Linked DNA regions of Neogale vison: region 1 is linked to region 2. A link is a contact called in public Hi-C data. All regions are on one chromosome and are shown on one strand. The core of a region is the stretch at or near the end of the contact, and the rest is flanking DNA. Distances in the headings are between cores, read along the strand shown.

Region 1 (3,747 bases), core at 883-3,382, 310 kb after region 2:
AACAGCAGCTGACAGTCGCCCACCTGGCCCTGGGGGGAAGGAGAGTGACGGGATGGGACCTGAGAGGCGTGAGTTCCGGGAAAGGAATGTGAGTTCAGGCTGGTAGAGGGGAGACGGGACAGAGGTGAGGTCAGGCTTTGAGGGGAGAAGCATGCACCTCCGCCAGCCCCCGGGCTTGAGCTGAGAGCTGCGGAAGGGACTTTACAGGTTCAGGACATGTATAGCACCTCCACAGCCGGCTCCCCACCCCTGCACCTCCGCTGACCTGGCCGCTGTGGAAGGCGGATGTGGCACGAGGCCTCCTGCAGCGTCATCGCCTCACCCCTCGGACTTACGTGCCCTCCAGCGCCCACCCTTAGCATCCATAGCCCCAGCAGGAAGGCAGTCGCGGACAGGCACGGAGGACGCCATCATGCGGAAGTTGCCCCAGGGTCCTGACCGGGAGGAGATGGCGGTCTTACATTGGTCACAGCCCAGATGCCAGCAGGGCTGCAGGAATGGGAGTCTAGCATGGAGGGGCGGGGGAGAGAACCAACATCAATGACCACCTCTACCCTTTCCGCCCCCCGCCCCCCAAAATGGCCTCTGGGTCAAGGTAAAGCACAGTGCTGTTGCAGGGCAATATGCCCTAACTAAGATCTCCCTTTCTTTAAGTCAGACCCTTCTTGGCCTTTAGAAATCTACCCTCTCCCTCAGGGCCGGGGGGAAGTGATGGGTTTAGGGGACCCGTTTCTGTGCCCTCTGTCGGTACATAGGGCCCTTGAGTGGAAATCCCTTTGGCTGGACCAAAGGCCTGGAGGCACTAGAGCTGCTCACCTGGGGCCTTGATCATGATAGCGTGGACAGAAGATAACCTATTTTGCCCCAACCCTCACAGAGCGCTGGCCCCAGAGGCCCTAACCTCAGAATCCACACCAAAGCCAGGGCCTTCCTAGAGCCTTCCCAGTGCTCAAACCTTGGGGGGGGGGTGTCCAAATGTGGTTGTTATTCTGAGTTCTACTGCAGCCCCTCTCCTTGTGACATGCAAACCCACTTTGTATGTCCTGATCCCACATAGCTGGGCTCCGGCACAAAAGCTAAATCCTGGACCCCTTGCCAGCTGCAGAATATACTCTTATTTAATCACAACAACCCTACGAAGTAGGTACTATTATTATTCCCATTTTTACAGAGGAGAAAATCCAAGGTTCAGAGAAGATAAGCAACTTGCCCCAAGTCATACAGCTACTAAATATTGGAGGTAGTTTTCAAACCCGGGTCTATCCAGCTTTTGGAACCCATGTTCTCCAATTAACTAGTCTGCAGAGTAGCACCAAGTGTCTTTTACCACTGCTGATCAGCTTCTTGGTACTGCCTAACTGACTACAAGACTAAACACGCAGCCAGACCTCTTTTTCTCAGCCCTGTGCCTCCATCACATCCTTCTTCCTCTTGCCAATGAACTTGCCGATGACGTAATACTGAATGGTATTATATCTGCTCCCTGACAAAGGAATCTCCTTTGCAATGCCTGGAACCAAAGCATCTATCCCAAATGTCTCCCCAGTCTTATGCTCTTGCTTCTCTGAGGGTTTGGCTCGCATTCCTGACCTTTTAGCTTATGCCATTTACCCCTAAAGTGCCCTTCCCAAACCCTCCAAGAGCCACCCGCTGAAGTCTCAGAAGACTCCTACTATCTACTCAATTCTACTCAATCCAGTGATCTCACACAATTCTGGTTCTTAAGCCCAGAAAAGCCTATAGAAAGCTTCTCTGGCCCAAAACCCAGTCAGGAAGCTACAAGGAGGGCTTGAGTTCTAGTCCTTTAGGGTCAGGAGGGAGAGAAAGGACACTAATGCAGCTGTTTCTTTCAGGTCCTGTGCCACCAGTTTTTTTCTCCAAATCTTGCTTGGGTCAGGGTCAAAGATTGTTGAGAGAGAAGTGGGGTTGAAGAAAGAGGCGCAGTTGAGAGACTAACAGAGAAAGAGGTTTGTAGGAGCCATACAAATGACCTATCTTCCTATAACATCAGTTTCTCTGGACCAATTTGGGGAGGGAAAGAAAATCTGTAAAAAAAATATTTTGATATTTTTAAAGTTTTAAAGGAACATTACGCGTCAAAGGCAAAATTCTCTAGAATTTTTAAGCTAAAACTTGACACTGGTAAATTCCTTGCTTGGGGCAGGGGCGGGGGTAGGCGGTTAGGAATTCGGGCTCCTCCCCCAGCTAGGATTGGTTCCCTTTGCTCTTAAATTTAGGGGAGGAGCGAAAGCCCGGCCGCAGGCACCAAGTGAAGGCAGCTATTGTGGTCTCCGGGGCTGTGGGAGAGGGGAGGCTCGGTGCCCGAGGGCATGGCCCATAAACAGGCTCTGGGAAAGGGCAGTCCTGCGTCCCCCCTGTACCCTTGACGACACGGTCTGCTTGGGAGGGGGAGAGTGTGAGCAGCGGTCCCTGGCGCCGCCCCCTCTCTCCGGCTGCACCCCAGCTCCGGCTCCACGTGGTTTTCACCACTGGCCCCGCAGACCGCGTGGTCCCAACGCTGCTCCGGATTGGAGAGGGCGTGGCGGAGAACCGCGAGCCCCAAAGGGGTGAATCTGAGACTTCCTTGGAAAAGAGAGGAATGCGCTCTGCGGGCAAAATTGGATTCCACTGGCTTCCGACGACAAACCTGGGACGGAGAATCCGGGAGTCCTGAAAAGCCAGGTGAGCGGCCCTACTAGGTGGAAGGACAAGCCAGGGTCATCACCCGGACCGCCATGGCCGTGCACGCCCGTCGTCTGTGCCACATTGCCTTCCACGTGCCCGCGGGGCAGCCCCTGACCCAGGATCTGCAGCGTCTCTTCGGTTTCCAGCCCCTGGCCGTGCGGGAGGCAGAAGGCTGGCGGCAGTTGGCCCTGCGCAGCGGCGACGCGGTCTTTTTGGTGAACGAGGGCGCAGGGCTGGGGGAGCCGCTGTACGGCCTGGACCCACGTCATGCTGTGCCCAGTGCCACCAACCTGTGTTTCGACGTGGCGGACGCGGGCGCCGCCGCCCGGGCGTTGGTTGCGCAGGGCTGCAGCGTGCCGGTGCCCCCGGTTAGCGTGAGGGATACGCAGGGCACAGCCACCTACGCTGTGGTCCGCTCACCTGCCGGCAACCTCAGCCTGACACTCCTGGAGCGTGCGGGCGTCCGAGGGCCTTTCCTCCCCGGATTCCAGCCCGTATCCTCTGCAGCCAGCCCCTGCTGGGTCAGCCACGTGGACCACCTGACCCTGGCCTGCATCCCTGGCAGCTCCCCCACACTGATGCGCTGGTTCCACGACTGCCTAGATTTTCGCCACCTGCCACTGAGTCCAGGTGAGGACCCCGAGACAGGCCTCGAGGTGACAGCAGGATCTGGGCGAGGGGGACTGAAGCTCACAGCCCTGCAGACCCCACCAGGCAGTGCTGTCCCCACTCTCGTGCTGGCTGAGACCCTACCAGGGGCTTCTAGTGGACAGGACCAGGTGGAGCAGTTCCTGACCCGGCACAGGGGACCAGGACTGCAGCACGTGGGGCTCTACACGCCGAACATTGTAGAAGCCACTGAGCGGGTAGCAGCAGCTGGGGGCCAGCTGCTGGCTCCTCCTGAAGCATACTACGAGCAGCCTGGCAAGGAAAGGCAGATCCTAGCTGCTGGGCATGAGCCTAGCCTGCTGGCCCGACAGGGGATCCTGCTGGATGGCGATGAAGGCAAGTTTCTGCTTCAGGTCTTCACCAAGTCTCTCTTTCCAGAGGACACCTTCTTCC
Region 2 (4,008 bases), core at 712-3,211:
CAAATGGGGCCAGGCCCCATTGCTAGGATCATGCCCCATTCTCCCTCCCAGACCAGCCTGTTCACTCACTCGTCAATGCTCACGTCACTCAGCTTCTTCAGGTTGTCCCCTTCGCCCCCAAAGATCACTACTCGCTTAGGCATAAAGTTGTCATCTGTGGTATCCACTGTGAGCAGTAGCTTCCTGAGTGGTCAGAGGATGCACATGGGTGTCTGTACACTTACAGGCATGGGGCCCACCCACTCTGTCCTACCTCAGAGTCCACTCACTTGACAATGGTGCCCTTTTTCATGGTAAGCCGTACCCAGTGCTGGCACTGGGACCCATCGCTCTCCCAGTAGGTGTCTGCATTGCTGTCTGTCAGGCAGGACACATTGAACTCCTCCTGGGGAGGGGCAGAGAAGTGGAGACAGTGTTTACCCCACTCCCTGAACATGGAGGCTTAAAAGCACAGCCGGTATGGGTAGAAGTGTCTAGGCATTCCCACAGGACTTCCAAAATGGGGTGCTGGACTGGGTCTGGCCTGTGGGAATTCAGGTTTGGCCCTTGCCTAAAGGTGAGGGTTCTGGATCTAGCAAGAAATGATCTCTTGCTTGGGGTGGGAGGAGTCCCAGAACCCACCGTGTAGGAGGAAACGTCTATGCTCTCCACATACTGCTTCACGCTACCCAGGTTCTCATCCTCCTTGCCCAGGTGGTCGTACAAGAAGTGGATCAGGTCCTCGTCGCACTCGTAGGTCCACGTCGGGGGCACATAGCTAAGCAACCCCAAGTCCCTAATTAGGCCAGGCCCAGACCTGGAGATTCTTCCTCCCTATCCCACCCCAGCTCACTCACAGTAATCTCTGAACAGCTTCCGTATATGCCTCCGCTGGCTGGGGCTTTGATCCAAGGCGATGAGAGTATGTCAGGTCCACCACCTGTTCCCATCTGCGGGCACGGAGTGGGGGACGGCGAGACATCAGTGGGCAGCGGGGTACCCCCAGGGAGCTTTCTCCAGAGGTTCATCACACCAGACTGGGCTTCCAGAAGCTCCACCCCATCTCCATTCAGGTCCCGCCCCTTCCTGCCTTTAACCCTGCCTTCACTCCCTATCCCACCTCCCCGCCAGTGTCAGCTTAGTTCCCAACCCTTCGGGGCCGAGCAATCCCGCAGCAAGCCCCGCCCTTTCAAGTGCAGGACCTGAGCACGGGTCGGTAGTCCACGCCGAAGAGCTGCTGCTGCCGTTGGAGGTGGTCTGGAGTGTCGATGGGTACGAGGCGGGCCCCGCCCTCCGCCGGTCGGCACACCAGCAGCCAGCCTTCGTTCAGCCCGCAGTCACCCAGGTGTTCTGCCAGCTGCTCCTGCCGGGACGCGCAAGACGGGGACAGCCGTCTGGGATCTGCCCAGCGCCCTGCCCAGCCCAGCCCAAGGCAAAGGACACGGAACACAGTGCTCCCTCCAGGTGGGGGATGGGAAGGGAACGGCCTGGAGCCGCCCTGGCGCCAGGGGTCTTCTGCGGGGCCCAGGGCAGGCCAGGGAGTACCTTGGTCAGCTTCACCCAGAGCCCCTGGCCGTTGCACAGTTCCTCGCCGGTAGTTCGCACGCAGGCGCCGCGCCGGAGCTCAATGCTGTCTCGGGCCGCACGAAGGGGCCCGGAGCCGGTACCAGGGGCGGAGCCCGCCGCTCCCACACGCAGTCCCAGGCCCTCCGCCTCCCACACGGGCAGCAACACGCGCGACGGACCCGCTGGGTCCTTGTAAAGCTTGTAGAGCACCTCGCGTGGCACGAAGGCCAGCGCCGCCGGCAGCGGCCGTCCAGCGCGGAGGCTCTGCGCTGCCTCTGCCAGGAAGCGCACGCGGCCCAGCAACTGCCGCGGGGACTCTAGAGCCGCACCCGGTCCTGGGCCTGCCATGGTGAAGTGGCAAAGGAGACCAAAGGAGCCCAGGGGCGGCGGTTCGGCTCCCGGAGCCGCAGCCGCGAAGGCTGCCAAGCTTCCCACCACGCTCGGCCCCGCCTTCGGCCAGCCTTCGCCGTAAGTTCTGGACTAAGGGCACCCAGCGCGCCTGCCGTATTTCCCTGTGTACTCAGATACTTAAACTTACTACAAACCAATGTGCCTCGTGCGGAGCCATCCAGACCCAAGTTCAGTTGTCTTTACCTGATCCATCTCTCCCTGTCTGTCCTCTTTGCTTCCACCATTTTATACCCTCATTGAACCGCTATCCTATCTAGGCTGGATCATTGGAACAGACATTTTTCTGGTTCTCTGGCCCGTTTTTGCATTCCCACCCTGACGAGTCACACACAACCAGAAGACTCGAAAAATCTAACAGACATCCTCTTAGCTCCTCATCCTAGGGGCAGTATTGCTAAAATATTTGGGAGAATAATCCCCTCCTTAGCCCTACCACTGATAGGAGCCTTGAGTTGTTCAGCGCTCATCCCGGTTGTTACTTCTAATCCTAGGACATTGGTGATCATTATCCAGTTTCTCCCAGTAGTTCTGAACCAGATGAGAGGAAAGGTCTAAGGCGGGAAGATAGGTCCAAGGTGGGTAGATAGGATGGAGGCAAAAAAAAAAAAAAAGGACAGGAGCTGTTGGTGAAGTATAAGGAAATTTTGTCTCCTACCCTCCCTGGCAAACAGTTTTTTAAAAAGTTTTTTTTGAGATATAATTCATATTCCATATAAGTCACCCATTTAAAATGTATGATGGTTTTTTATATATTTTTAAAAACTGTAGTAAAATAAGTGTAAATTTGCTGAGTTAACCACTTTAAGAGTACAATTACCTATTTCCAAAACTTTTTCATCATTCCAAACAGCAGGGCTTTCTCTTTAAGCAATAACTCCTCATGGCCTACTCGATAAACTCTGATCTACTTTCTGTCTCTATGAATTAGCCTATTCTAGATATTTCATAAATGGAACCATATAATATTTTCCTTTTGGGTCTGTCTTATTTCACTTAGAATAATATTGCAACAATATCATAGCATGAATAGAACTTAATTTCTTTTTATGGGTCGACTAATACTCTGTTTTATGTATATACTACATATCGTTTATCCATTCATCCGTTGATGGACATTTGGATGGAAACTTTGTTTTGATTTAGTTTTCAAATAATCAAAGTTATCAAAAAATAAATAATTTTTAATCCCGTGTAATTCTGACGATTTTCCTTTTATTTTCTCCTTAGAAAGCTGGGAACATAGTGCCCCTCTTCCCTTCTCTCCAAGCTATTTGTATGCTATGGTGCTACTATAGAATAAAGTGGATAAGTGAATCTCATAAGGGCATGCATGACCTGGACTCTGAAGACACCTCTAGCCTCTTTAATTCCAGCAAATGGGTCTTCTGGTTCCCACAATAGCTATTTGTTCTTTTGCCTCTTCTCTTTGCACCTGCTGTTCCCTCTATTTGGAACACCCCTACTGCTTTCCCTAGTTACAGGAAGAGCCCTTGCTAGCTACTTCTAGTTTTTTCCTCTTGAAACATTTACTATTATGATCACTGATCCACCAGTCTGTAGCTTCTTAAAGGAAAGGGCTGTCTTGGTGACCACAGTTAACTTATGCATCTACTATATATAGTGCCCGCCTCTTAGTACGTAATATAAATATATATTTTAAAAAGACTTATTCTAAGGAGAGAGAGAGATACCGCACTTTGCCTGCGCACACTTGAGTTCCGGGTAGCGGCAGAGGGAGTGAATCCCAAGCTGACTCCCAGAGGAGTGTGGGGTCCCACTGAGGACTCAGTCTCAGAACCCATGATATCATGACCTGAGCCGAAATCACAAGCCGCACACTTAACCAACTGAGCCACCCAGGTGCCCCGGTAACGTAAATATTTAATTATTTCATTTCCCTGTAGAGCTTGGTTTTTTAATCCACTGTGTGCCTGGTCGCCAGGCCTAAGATTGTTAGAATCATGGAGCATGGGAGTAAAAGTGAGTCTCGGCTGAAACTCTCGGATTTCCAGGCCATCAGAGGAGAGGAGATTCCTGATGCCACGGTAAGGT

Evidence for each region. A called contact is a pair of places that touch in the nucleus more often than the background predicts.
Region 1: a Hi-C map of fibroblasts shows a contact between it and region 2, with 7 times the contacts expected there. The contact joins the promoter of HPDL here to the promoter of HECTD3 in region 2. A contact is called at or near these places in 3 of 3 Hi-C or Micro-C datasets (fibroblasts, muscle and tongue).

What each region holds. Positions count from the first base shown.
Region 1 is chr2:35,680,505-35,684,251 of ASM_NN_V1, forward strand. It overlaps HPDL (4-hydroxyphenylpyruvate dioxygenase-like protein), which reads left to right and starts at 2,133. Exons shown (of 1, transcript XM_044238105.1): 1 at 2,133-3,747. The coding sequence starts at 2,736.
Region 2 is chr2:35,365,805-35,369,812 of ASM_NN_V1, forward strand. It overlaps HECTD3 (E3 ubiquitin-protein ligase HECTD3), which reads right to left and starts at 1,962. Exons shown (of 21, transcript XM_044238097.1): 1 at 1,525-1,962; 2 at 1,182-1,342; 3 at 837-929; 4 at 622-757; 5 at 270-385; 6 at 70-183. The coding sequence starts at 1,893.